Regions from separate parts of the Sus scrofa genome. Here all the other regions are linked to region 3. The links are chromatin contacts, called in public HiChIP or PLAC-seq maps. All regions are on one chromosome and are shown on one strand. The core of a region is the stretch at or near the end of the contact, and the rest is flanking DNA. Distances in the headings are between cores, read along the strand shown. Region 1 has its middle 34 kb from the start of CD180. Region 2 has its middle 130 kb from the start of PIK3R1. Region 3 has its middle 360 kb from the start of CD180.

Region 1 (4,623 bases), core at 1,293-3,792, 330 kb before region 3:
ATTGCAAAGTGCTGTGAACATAAAATAATGAATAACAGACATACAGTCTCACAAAAGTCTCTGCTTTGATGAAACTTTGCAAAGGTTTTCATTTAGTCCTGTGTTAAATTTAGTTATAATGTTCTTTACATTTACAGAAAAATATGTTATTGTATATTCTTTGAATTGAAATGTTTTACGGAGCTGAATTATTTTAATCTTGGGATCATCAAGATATACAAACTTTAATTTACCCCGAAATTCTTTTGAGATGATATAAACTCCCTTCCAAGAAGTTACTGGAGTTATCTTTTTTAAAAGCAAATTGAATAACTCCCCTTTTTTTTTTTTTTAAACAATCTTTCCATGTTCTTTTTTTGTTAATAGGAAGGAGTTCAAGGTACTTAGGATGGGATCCAGGGTATCATGGTCTGGGCTCAGCTCCCTCTTCATGGGTGGCTATTTCCCCACACATTGTCTCTGTTTTAAACTTCCTAAAGCCCTTGTATTTTCCTGCACACATCCTGACTTCTCCAACTTCCATGACTCTGCATAGGTGATTTATTATTCCATCCTGCTTTACTTCCTGGAAAACTCCTATTGGTCCTTTGAAACCTCTCAGGTGTCACCCTCTTTCTAAAGCCTTCCTTTATGTTGACCTCCATTCCTTGCTTCCCATCCAACAGAGTAGGGAGAATCTGGGTTCACATATTAACTGGTAGTGTTGATCTGAATTCACTAACACGGTTTATTTACAGAATAGTATCCTTCTATTAAATGGGATTCTCCTTGAACACAGGGGCAGTGTCTTCATCTCCTTCTTCCAGGGTCCTAGCATGAGACAGGGGCTCATCTGATGTTGGGTGACGGAGCACTGTCATCAGGCTAACCTAATTGATGGTGTATTTGGAGAATGGGCTAGTAAAATTTAAGCATTACACGCTGTATGGGTCACTTCCTGCTCCCTTCCTTATATCTTCTTCGCCTTTTGACTCCAGCCATTGCTGTGACAGCTTTGTGCAGTTGTGACCCATCAGGTCTTTGCCTTAACTGCACCGCATACCTCTTGCTTTCTGACACCCAGGCTGCTGCTTGCAGTGACCAGGTTAACCACCTTGCTCCATGCATACACTGGGGCAATAATGGGAGTTGGGGGATAAGTACTCCTCCACCCCATATTATTCAGAAAGATGTTGGGGCCTCATTCTACAAGGCAATTCAGAGCATCAGGGGGGAAGGAGCTGCAGTTGCCCATCCCAGTGACTAGTTCAATGAAGGGGCCTTGGATTGGCTTGCCCTCTTTCTCTGTTTAAATCTTCCTAGTCCTCTACTTCTGTTCCTTGGAATCACTTCCCAAAATTATTGATCTTGTCTCAGGCTCTACTTTTGGGAAGAACCTAGACAAAGACGGAAACCTTCATTTACAACCAGCTTCTCTAAGTTATGTTCTTCTCAGACCAAGAGATGTTTGGAAAATGGTTGCAAGTCTCATAAAGTAACCACTAAGTAAAGATAGTATAGGATACAAGGGCATAGGATAGCATCCACCATATAAATGTGCTATAAAGTGTGAAATGTTTTGTGAACCAGGCATTTTTACTCCTCAGTCAGGAGACATACTCAGACAATTGCTCAGTTTTGTAAAAACTCTTCTCCATAATTCTACAGCTGTGTCTTAGGTAGTAACCGAATAGTGATGTTTTGATCATAGTTTTACAGATGGTGAGGCCCTAGACACAGCAGCTTTCACTGAGCAAGTGATGAGGCCCTAGAAGATGTATGTCTTTCCCATGGAAGGTTAGTGCAGGGAGCCTGGATGTGAAACACTATGCTTATACTATTGGGCTGGATGGTTTGCTCTGATGTGTGTGAGTGTGGGTGTGTGGGTGTGTGCATGTGTGTTTGTTTCTTTTTTAAGCACAAGGTATCGATTCCAATCTAACGATTTTAAATATCACAATCCTTGGATTACAAACAGAAAAAAATGACATTTTTTTGGAAAATGGAAAACATTGGGCAGTAAAATTGGCATCTGAAACCCTGTACTTTGCCAAATGCTTAAATCACAGAGTTTTTGTATCTTTTGCAGCTAGAAGAGACATTTAAGATCACTCAGAGCTGGAGAGCCAAATGTTTTCTAACAGAACCAGGGCTAGAACCCAGACCTTGGGAGTCCCCTTCTCATGGTCCTTCTGATAGACCACACTGCCTTTGTTTGATGATCCTTCATTTAAACCAGTGGTTGGCCAACTTTTTCCATAAAGGGCCAGATGATAAATAATTTAGGCTTTGCAGGCCAGTGGTTACTGTCCCAGCTACTCGACTCTGACTTTTTTTTATGTGAAAGCAGCAATAGGGGAACTTACATAAATGAGCATGGCTGTGTTCCAATAAAGCTTTATGTAGAAACACCAGCACTAGGCTTGATTTGTCCTCTGTTTTATACTATTGGAGTCATGGTGATTTTTGCTTAAAGGTCACCAAAATGCTACTGGGTCCTAGAGAGTTAAAGCCGCCACCCAGCTTGGTGGCGAGCCAGGCTGTTGCATCACAGTCCACACATGATTGGGCTTCCTTCCAGGTCTGTGTATGATCAGACTCTGAGCCAGCAGCCAAGAGAGTGAGCCCGGCATCCATAGCACTCCTGTTTCCAGAAGGAATCACAAATTCCCTTCCTGTGCAGATAAAGGAACAATTGTACCAGAGGAGAACTTACTGGAAAGTAATACAGGGTCACCAGGAAGGAAAAGGAATTCACTCCTCGGTCATAGTCCTTAGTCTGGTTAGGAGTCGCTCAGACCTGGAAAGGCCAGCAGAGTTGCATGTCTGAATTTGGCAGGCCTCCAGGACTCCTCACTCAGAGGATAATACATTGGGCTTTGATGATTTCTGTGGCCCACTCAGAGCTTCCTTTGGTTGCTCCAAGTTGCCGCTTCCCTCTCACAGCCAGGTATCTAATTCTCTCCACTGTTTTACTCCCCTCCCATTTATCATCTGCCAGTGCTAAGCCTTTTTTCTGCTGTTAATCACAATCTCCAATAGGCAAAGATTGTCTTTTCTCGGTTTCGTCTTCCACTTGACACCTTAACTTTTGAGTCCCAGTTCTGAAGCCCTGTAAGACAAATGTCTTTCCATAGAAGAAGCTTGGCTTAAACCCTATGTTTATGCCTATGAAGTGGATGTTCGTTCCAGTACATGTGTATTAATGTGTGTGCCTGTGTGTATGTATGTGTGTGTATCTGATGACCTTTAAATCAGGAGGTCACCTTCCCTTTGGACCTCTCTGCCCAGGGAAGGTCCTTTACCGCCTCAGTACTCTAAGTTAGACTCACAAGTGGATATTCTCTGGCCAACATTCTCATGTTTTTACTCCTTCCCTCTCATTTTTCACCATGTGAATCCACAAAATAGTCTTTTTCATAATTGAAAGAATTAAAGACTTTTAAAGGCTGAATGATGTTTCCAATGGATTTAATGATGTAATCCTCAAAAGAGTATATGAATTACCTGTTTGTTTTTTTCTTTTGTCTCTCTCTTTTTTTTTTTTAATTTTTTTAATTTTCCCACTGTACAGCAAGGGGGTCTGGTTATCCTTACATGTATACATTACAATTACATTTTTTCCCCTACCCTTTGTTCTGTTGCAACATGAGTATCTAGACAAAGTTCTCAATGCTATTCAGCAGGATCTCCTTGTAAATCTATTCTAAGTTATGTCTGATAAGCCCAAGCTCCCGATCCCTCCCACTCCCTCCCCCTCCCATCAGGCAGCCACAAGTCTCTTCTCCAAGTCCAAGATACCATCTCACACCAGTCAGAATGGCCATCATTAATAAATCCACAAATAACAAGAGCTGGAGGGGCTGTGGAGAAAAGGGAACCCTCCTGCACTGTTGGTGGGAATGGAAACTGGTACAGCCACTATGGAGAACAGTTTGGAGATACCTTAGAAATCTATACATAGAACTTCCATATGACCCCGCAGTCCCACTCTTGGGCATCTATCCGGACAAAACTCCACTTAAAAGAGACACATGTACCCGCATGTTCATTACAGCACTATTCACAATAGCCAGGACATGGAAACAACCCAAATGTCCATCGACAGATGATTGGATTCTCTCTCTTTTTTTAATGGTTCCACCTATAGCATATGGAAGTTCCAGGGCTAGGGGCTGAATTGGAACTGCAGCTGCAGCCTATACCAAAGCCATGGCAACACTGGATCTAAGCCACATCTGCAACCTATGCCACAGCTTGTGGCAACACCAGATCCCCAACCACTGAGCAAGGCCAGGGATTGAACCTGCATCCTCATAGAGACAACACTGGGTCCTTAACCTGCTGAACCACAACCGGGAACTCTGGAATTACCTGTTTTGATGATTATCTGGTCAGATCTGCTACTGACCCTAAGCTCCTAATGGATGTGCAAATCTTTGGAGCTGAAGTGATTTAGGAAAAAATGTCATTGTTATTAGTTTCCCAAGTAGCATTCTGGCCCCTGGGGAAAGGGATGCTGGTAGTTATGTGATAGGAAGCAGAATGAGGAAGGAAGAAAGGAAAGAATATTTGATTATTTCTTCATAAACAACCAATTCCTTTAGCACCTGGCTATGGTTCCTGCTTCTGTGAGAAGAATAT
Region 2 (4,291 bases), core at 298-2,797, 350 kb after region 3:
TCCTTATAGTCCATACCTTTGCTGCTTTAATTCACCCAGAGCTAGTGTCTGTGGTTTGTAACCAAGAGCTCTGACAGATACAGATGGTCTTTGAGAAGTTTGGCAGTAGACAAAAGGATAGAAATAGCCCAGTAATTTAGAGTGGGGTCACTTTCCCAGAAGAAGTGAGGGCATCTGTGTTCACTTGGCACCTGCCAAAGCTACCTGCTTCTCTGGCTAATACAGAGTCCTGGGCTCAGTGCTCTGTGGCAAACAGGCCTGTAGCTCAGGCCCAATGGTCGGGACTCAGCTATCCTAAACTAGAGGTCAGAGAGAGGAAGCATTTAAAATGGAAAAGAATCATCTGATCATATGCCACACACCTCCCTCCTCCCCTTCTCGTGATGGTCACTACCACACACAAAATGAATTCAGGGTCAGAAAAGAAAAGTTATCTGTGGAAACAGACAGTCATTTCCATCTTTTCTTCTTCATGGTAGGAACACCCCATAGTTACAAGCAAGGGTTCAGGGTGCCAGAGATCACTGACCTATTCAGATAGACACACTTCTTTGTGTTCACAAATATTCGTGCATTTTGGTATAAGCAAGAGACGCTTCGGAGATGCGTCATTTCTGGGAGTGAGACTGACCCCTTCTGGAACTGACGATTTGGATGACAGAGAGCTGCTGAATAATCACATGATCTAAGGCAGGAGAACTGTTTTGACCACTATCAAGAGAAGTGACGTTGAAATCAAATTTTTTTTCCAGAAGGAAATAGAGACTATGGGTGTTGCCATGGTGGCTCTGCAGTTAACAAACCCAACTAGTATCTCTGAGGACTCAGGTTCGATCCCTGGCCTTGCTCAATGGGTTAAGGATCCAGCATTGCCATTAGCTGTGGAATAGGTCAGAGATGTGGCTCATATCCAGAGTTGTTGGGGCTGTGGTGTAGGCCAGCAGCTGTAGCTCCGACTGGACCCCTAGCCTGGGAACCTCCATGTGCCACAGATGCAGACCTAAAAAGACAAGGAAAGAAAGAAAGAAAGAAAGAAAGAAAGAAAAAAGAAAGAAAGAAAGAAAGAAAGAAAGAAAGAAAGAGAGAGAGAGAGAGAGAGAGAGAGAGAGAGAGAGAGAGAGAGAGAGAAAGAAAGAAAGAAAGAAAGAAAGAAAGAAAGAAAGAAAGAAAGAAAGAAAGAAAGAAAGAAAGAAAGAAAGGGAAAGAAAGAAGGCAGGTAGGCAGGCAGGCAGGCCGGCAGGCTACCTGACTCTATCTGTCATCTGAACAATGTTCTATCACATGATGACCCCACCACTCCGGGAATGAGGCTTTCCTTTATGGGAAATAGAGACCTGGGGTCAACAGCCCCGTGGTTAGGGAAGCAAGAAGCTGGGTGAGTGCCATGGGAAACGTACACGGGTTCCCCCACAGATTTCCCCTGTGAACAAAAGCAGAAATCCACCAAAAGGACAAGGAAGTTAGATTCACGTCCCTAAAGGGGAAGATGAAGCATGAGCTGTGCCTGTGTGAGCAGGGTGACGCCACACAAGTGGAAAGAAAGGTCAGATGCTGGGGAGGCCAGAGTCAAGGGCAGCATGAGGTCACGGGATTAGAATGCCAGGGCTTGAATCCTGGCTTCAGCATTTACAAGCTGTAGGACTTCAAGCAAATTAACTGAATTATCTGTGCTTTGTTTTCCTCATCTGTAAAATGGGAATGAAAATGATTATCTCATAGGGTTGATGTGTGGATTAAATTGGTTAATACATGTAAAGTGCTTAGAACAATGTCTAACACATAGTAACCCTGTATACACGTTAGCTATGATTATCAGTGCTTGCTATTCTTACTATGCTGAAATGTTTTGCCATATATAAAGCAATATACAGTTGTAAGGCATGGTGTTGGATTGACCAGTGTGTTAGACTACTAGGGCTATCATGACAAAGTACTGCAGGCTGGGTGGCTTAAATGTCAGAAATTCATTTTCTCATAGTTCTAGAAGCTGGCAGTCTTAGACTAAAGCACCGGCAAGGTTGATACTGCCAAGGCTCCTTTCCTTGGCTTGTAGATGGCTGTCTTCTCCCTTTGTCTTCACACGGCCTTGCTTCTATGTCTATGTCCTCATCTTCTCTTCTTCTGAGGATACCAAACGTATTGGATTGAGCCCACCCTAATGACCTCATTTAGCTTTAATCACTACTTGATGATCCTGTCTCCAAATACAGTCACATTCTGAGGTTCTAGGGGTGGGGTGGGGTTAGGATGTCAATATATGAATTTGGAAAGTGGCAAGAGAGACTGACACACAATTCAGTTGGTAATAACCAGCTGTCAGTTTGGTTAAGCTGGAACTGTGTTCTAGAGTTGGCCCAAAGAGGTACTTGTGCAGAAAAAAAGTGCAAGTCTGTTACTCTCTGGATGTCATAGAAGAAGTGCCAGATAGATGTGGAGATACCAGAAGATAGATGTGGAGATGCCAGAAGATCCAGGTTCTCCTGGCTCCCCTCTGCTCCCCAGCCCTTCTTCCAGATTGTTGACCCTACTGACTAACAGTGGCTCGGAACCATCTCTAGACAAAAGGCTGAGGACTCAGACTTTTCCCATACCCCTCATGATCCCACTTCAGTGGCTGGACAGGGTTGGCTTCTAGTTTGACTAGCTGGTGAATCCTCGGGTCTTCCACTCCCCTCGCCTCTCAGAATTGTGTAAAATCTCTACAAAGTAAATGTCTTATCCTATTTGACTCATAGTGACCCTGCTTGTGTGATTGAACCCTGACCTATACAGGAATAATAATACTAATAGCAACAATGATAATAACAAAATCTTTTGGAAATATTATCACTGAACCTGAAAAGAGACTCTGACTCACTCCATAGCATGCATTTGAAGTTCTTCTAATTATCTCAAGGCTGAGCTCACTCCAAAGTCCTCTGAATTAGTCTTCTTGCTTTCATCTCTCCTGGCTCCAATATGTCCCACAAAAGACTGCCAGAGAAGATTTCTTGAACCACAGTTATGTCATCAGGTGACAATCAAGGGAGGCCCCCAGAAGACAGCTGAGTAGAAGGCCTAGAGAACAACAGGTTGAGATTAAAACAAAAGGATGGAGGATTCCTAGAGGGATATCTCCAGGGAGGAAAAAAATAAGATGGATGCAAAGCATGGGAAATATTAAGAGGGCGGTTTATAGTACCATTGGGTCATTGACAAAAATGGTAATGGGAAATAGAAAATTAAGAATTTTTTAAAAGGAGTATTAATTCTAGGACATACAAAAAATCATGCAAGAAAAAATCTATACAAATGATACTACTGCGCTCAAAGGTGGAGAGTTTTTAGGCATCATAATGTAATCTAAGCACAGCTAATAGCAGGACGATGTATATCAGAGTAGGTTGTGAAGTCGGCATATGAAGAGAATGAGAAGGGGGATAACATGGCAGGGCAGGAACCACACCGGAGCCTGTGTGAAGGCTGTGCCAAGACAAGGTTTTAAAGAGATCTGACTGTGATGGGGAGCTGAGAAATGGAATAGCAACTAGAGGGTCATGTGCACAAGGGAAGAATCTGGGCAGATACCTGAGCTTATTTGCAGACGTTGGGACTGATGTAGGAGAAGAAAGCTGATAACAAAACAGGAGAGAACAGAAGAGAACACTGGAGAGGGGAAGGGGGGACAGATTCAGAGCCCAGATGCAGGACTTAGGCTTTGCTAGGAGAAGTGGTATCCATCCCCCATTGTGTCAGGAGGGAAGAAGCCCCCAGAGCCGTGTCAGGGAGGTTTGTGGATGTCGGTGGAGAAGACAAGGCTGTCTTCCTTCCCCCTCATCTTCAGCTTCACTGCCGTAGGTGTGCGGTCTCCAAGTACTCCCCCAGAGCTGCCGCTTGTCCCTACATGTTGCGGAGGTCAACACAGAAGAGAGAGAGCTGGGCTGAGAAGAGGAGGTTGTTGTAAACCAAGACAGAGATGGATGAACTTGTTGGAGTCACACAGCTAATTAGTGACAAAGCCAGGACTGGAACCAAACTGGCTCCTCGCCTAGGACTCTTTCACGACCAAATTACCATGTAATATTGAACAGCTGGGAGCGATTAAGGTTTAGGACCATTAGAAAGACCAACACAACCCAAGTTACATGGAATAAGGAACCGAGTAGAAATCCAGTGGAGAGATTTAAGCCTCACTACTCAGGAAGGGGTAATTTTACCCACTGTGAGCCCCATGATTAGATTAGGGTGGGTTGAACTGAAGTGTAAACTTTAAAAATGCACTGCCTTTGGTGTTCCCTAACCCAGCGGGCTG
Region 3 (4,411 bases), core at 1,653-4,152:
GTGAGGAATTATGCTTATTCTGCGTAGACTCATATATCAGAGCCAGGACATAGGGATAGAACCTCTAATGAGAAAGAGTTTCATTTAAGAGAAAGAAGATATTTCCATGTTTCAGGAGAGTGGGTTCCCAATAATGGAAGTGACAAGCACAGGCTGCATGACCATCTATTTGGAATTTTATTGGGGGATGGTAGCCATATTTGATGGTCTGTTGCTTCTTCTGCTGTCAGACTCTGTGATCGGAAGATGTTAAGATTAATCATGAAAGACTACCTTTGAGGTAATATGGATACAAAAAAGATAATGGTAGATATAGAAATAGAACACAAATCCTTTAGTCATTACATTAATGAAAAAAGAGAGATCCAGTCACTTGAGTACCGCCTGTGTTGAATTGATTAAGACTGTATTCCTAGCAATAGGAAACTTTTAACTGAGTCATAAAACATTGAGACCTGAGAATATCCCCAAAATGTCATCTAATCAAGCTTAGTCCTTTTACAGATGTAGAAACTGAAGCCCAGAGGAGTTGACTTGCCTCAGGTGATTCTCAATGTGTAGTTAGATGAATACATGTCTCCTTTCCTGGGGGACTTGCTTAATATGTGAATATGTGGTCCCCAGTCTAGAGCTACTGAAAAAAAGGCTCCAGAAATGGAGTTCCATTATTTACATTTTATCAAATATTACAAGTAGTTCTGTGGACATTGTAAAAAACATTGGTCGACGTCAGAATGTTGATTACTTACAGATCTCTGAGGAAAACTCAAGACTCTAAACTTCTAATCCATTATTCCCATTATTCTAACTGCCTAGCCTTGAAATAAATTCTGTTGCCATCCCCTGCAAACTAACTTTCAAGCTTAGAAACATCCCTAGAAATTAAATTGTGTTACTAGTATGAAATTATTACTAATTATTTATGGTTTGGAAAATATAAACAAAGTCAGTATAATCAGGGTGAACCCTAGGATTAAAGGCCATGAACATTTTCTTGATTAGAGATTTAGAAGGCCTTGGAGCAATCCTTTCCATCCTTGTCAATGGAATAAGGAGCATGTCTTTTTGATTTGATCTAGTCAAAAACTGAGACCTCAGTCCAAAGTGGAAAAGGACACGCTCTGCATATATGTTCATGTTAGACATATTAGCATATTTCTCATCATCTTAGAGTGTAGCTGAAATAATTGTTAATTTTGTTAATATTTTGTTAATTTAAACCCAAATCTTTTTATATATGCACAATTAAAAGTGTCCTTTATTAATTTTAACAGCATATATGATCTGTGAAAATCATATCGTGGAAACTGAAGACAAAATGAAGAAAAACTACATTTTACACTTATTACATTAGGAGGAAATAGAGGATTATAACACAAGTGCTGAAAGACAAGTTGTGTCAAAATGTGGGCTTTGAAACATCAGTTTGGTTAAAATACATAGAGTTTGATTTAGCAGTTGTAATTCTGCATAGGAAGGAAGGTTATTTGTAAGTTTATTACTAAGATCAACTCTGTTGATAACATGCATGCCAGAAATTGGGAAACCCTGTTTTTAAAATAACTATATAAAGTTGAAAAAACAGAATTCCACCTTTATTACCCATGGCTAACAGTCCAATCACACCTATAATTAATTGCTGCTACCTCTTGGGTTCTTGCGGGTATTATATAAAAAATAATTAACAATCTTAGGCCTCTGTTATAATGGTGTTCTAAAAGCTTCCTGTTGTGCTAGGTTTTAACTACTTGAAAGCTGCTTTTGGATTCAGGAATCCAGAAGGCAATATGAAGCCACTTTTAAATGTAATTGATGAAACGAATGCTTTAGCCTTGTGCTTTTGATGAAATATAGTTGTAAATTCATTGGAGGGAGAGGGATTTGAAGGCTAGAAAACTAAAGCTATTGAATTTTTATAAGTGGAAGATCATAAAAATCTAAAGTAGGGTGATTTGATCATAATATATGAATGCTTTTAAACAAAGATAGAGAGAGAATAGTTGAAGGTGAATTTAGAATTTGAAGTTTGGTGACTGGTACAATAGTAGTACCAGTCAATAGGTGTAGTAGAATAATGACAGGGACCTGGATTAGGGATAAGGATGAGTTAGCTGTTAGACACCTTCTCTAGACTAATGAGTGCATTTGGAAACATAACACTGAATTTGTGATAGATTAAATGTATGGAGATACAGATCTAGAAATTATTTGCATTTATGTAATGATTATAGTCATGAGTGATGAGGAGTTTTTTTTTACCAGAAAGGAGAAACAGCAGGAATACCAGGAACTGACTATTGGGTAATAGCTGTGGTCAGGGAATAAGAGAATGGTATGTTTTTGACAACACTAGGAAGCAGTTAGACACATGGGGAAGTTTCAAAATAATATATGTCATGAAAGTCAGTGCCGAAGAGTTTTAGATGAAAATTTGCATATTGTAGACGTCAAGGAGAATACACATGGAGGAAGAACATTATATGGCAAGCAAGCATTGGGCAATTTTATGAGGAATTAAAATATAGCAGAATGAGGAACAAGTGATGATGGGAAAGCATATAGAACAGCAAGCATTGACCTCTAAGTTGAGGAGCCAAAGAGAAAATGATAAATTCTACCCAAAGAGGAGTGAACTGAACTAACCAAAGAGGAACAGTAATAAAAGCAATGTGAAGATAATTGTTCAAAGTACTAGAAGTCACACATTCCTGAAGAAATTAAAGAAACGGGAGACACAGATCCCAAATAAGTATGTTTCCCATTTACTTAATAAATAATCCAGAGTGAAGGAGTTTCAGGATTGATTTGGGAACTGAAAAATGGATCAGAGCAGGCTCTATCTTTCTACTCTGGTATGCTTAGAATGATCTTTTTTTTTTTTTTTTTGGTCCCCATGCTATTACCTCATGTTGTCACGTTGGCAGCTTGTGTTTCAGACATCACATCATGCTTCCCTAAGACAGAAAGCAAAGCTCAAGGCAAAAGGCTTTTTTTTTTTTTTTTTTTTACTTTATGAGACTTTTTTTTTCCCTAAGGATGTTTCTCTGTTATTTTCTGGTCTTCACTGTTTTTGACTATTAGTTTGCTTTTATTTTTATTTTGGTTCTTCCATAATGTTTTATTTTCCTCTGGTTGCTTCTAAGATTTTTTTTCTTTTCATCAGTTTCTCAGCAATTGATTATGCTGTGCCTAGGTGTGCTTTTCTTAGAATGTTCCTTCTTCTTAGAATTTGTTGCTCTTCTTGGTTCTGTGGTCTACACATCACTTTACATTTGGGAAATTTGCAACAGTTATATTCTCAAATACTTTCTGCCCCTCTACCCTTCTCCTCTCCTTCTAGTGAGGTCACTTGATCTCATCCCACAGCCCCTTGAAGTTCTGCTAACATTTTTTCCCTCTGTATTACAGTCTGGGTAGTTTCTGTTGTTCTATATTCACATTTAGTGATCTTTTGTAAAATCTAACCTATTGTTAATCCCATTGAGTGGACTTTTAATCTCAGATAGTGTATTTTATATCTCTAAAAGTTGATTCCATTCTTTTTTATATTTAACATTGCTCATCGTGCTCACACTTTCTTCTACCTTCACTATCCTGTGAAATATATAATAGTTACACTATTATATCGTTATTATATTTTCTCTTTACATTATATTTTAACTACATTATATTTTCTCTCTCTTTTTAAAATGTTTGCATTTTTTTAAATATTTGGGCATTTTTTTCTGAGATGAAGTTAAGTTAATTAGAATCAGTTTGATTCTTGGTTTTGAGCTTTGTTCGGGTGCATCCAGAACAGACTTGACTCAAAGACTGATTATCCCCCAGTATTGAGGCAATACTCTGTGAGGACTCTGCTCAGTATCCTGTGAATTAGAAGATCCTTAGTCTCTGGGTGTTGGAAAAACAAACTGGTCCCAACTTTGCATCAGCTGCTGGGATTATTTCATCTACTCCTTTATGATGATTTCCCCCTGGTTTCCTCACATGCATGCACAAGCCAGTACTTAGACACAGACTTGGACTTGACCCTCAGTAAATCTCTGCAGCTCTTTCTTTCTCTGTGAACCTCTTTCCTCTCTGGTACTTGGCCTTGCAAATTCTAGCCACCTGCTGAACTCCAAACTTTGTCTCATTAATACAGATAAACCACTAGGTCTGATTGGGTTCCTCCCCATGTCCTCCAGCCTGGAAATGTTCTCAAGGATGAGATGTGGGACTCTTCTAGAGTTCACTTTTTTTCTTTTTTTGCTTTTTAGGGCCACACACATGGCACATGGAGGTTCCCAGGCTAGGAGTCGAATTAAAGTTACAGGCCTATGCCACAGCCACAGCAACATAAGAGCCGAACCGCATCTGTGACCTACACCACAGCTCATGGCAACACTGGATCCTTAACCCACCGAGTGAG

What was found. HiChIP or PLAC-seq counts read pairs in DNA pulled down with a chosen protein or histone mark.
Region 1: an H3K27ac HiChIP or PLAC-seq map of alveolar macrophages shows a contact between it and region 3. The contact joins two enhancer-like sites. A contact is called at or near these places in 2 of 47 Hi-C or Micro-C datasets (embryonic fibroblasts and mesenteric adipose tissue) and 2 of 2 datasets of contacts at active chromatin or transcription factors (alveolar macrophages and skeletal muscle).
Region 2: a contact with region 3 is called in an H3K27ac HiChIP or PLAC-seq map of alveolar macrophages. The contact joins two enhancer-like sites. A contact is called at or near these places in 1 of 47 Hi-C or Micro-C datasets (heart right ventricle) and 1 of 2 datasets of contacts at active chromatin or transcription factors (alveolar macrophages).

Annotation. Positions count from the first base shown.
Region 1 is chr16:45,619,854-45,624,476 of Sscrofa11.1, forward strand. No RefSeq gene overlaps it. Among named protein-coding and RNA genes, the nearest start is that of CD180, 34 kb to the left of the region's middle. Within about 2 kb of position 2,543, at least 38 of the 83 cell types and tissues checked have an H3K27ac peak or open chromatin away from gene starts, as enhancers often do. A contact at or near this core is called in alveolar macrophages, where this site is marked.
Region 2 is chr16:46,299,609-46,303,899 of Sscrofa11.1, forward strand. No RefSeq gene overlaps it. Among named protein-coding and RNA genes, the nearest start is that of PIK3R1, 130 kb to the right of the region's middle. Within about 2 kb of position 1,548, at least 11 of the 83 cell types and tissues checked have an H3K27ac peak or open chromatin away from gene starts, as enhancers often do. A contact at or near this core is called in alveolar macrophages, where this site is marked.
Region 3 is chr16:45,946,644-45,951,054 of Sscrofa11.1, forward strand. No RefSeq gene overlaps it. Among named protein-coding and RNA genes, the nearest start is that of CD180, 360 kb to the left of the region's middle. Within about 2 kb of position 2,903, at least 4 of the 83 cell types and tissues checked have an H3K27ac peak or open chromatin away from gene starts, as enhancers often do. A contact at or near this core is called in alveolar macrophages, where this site is marked.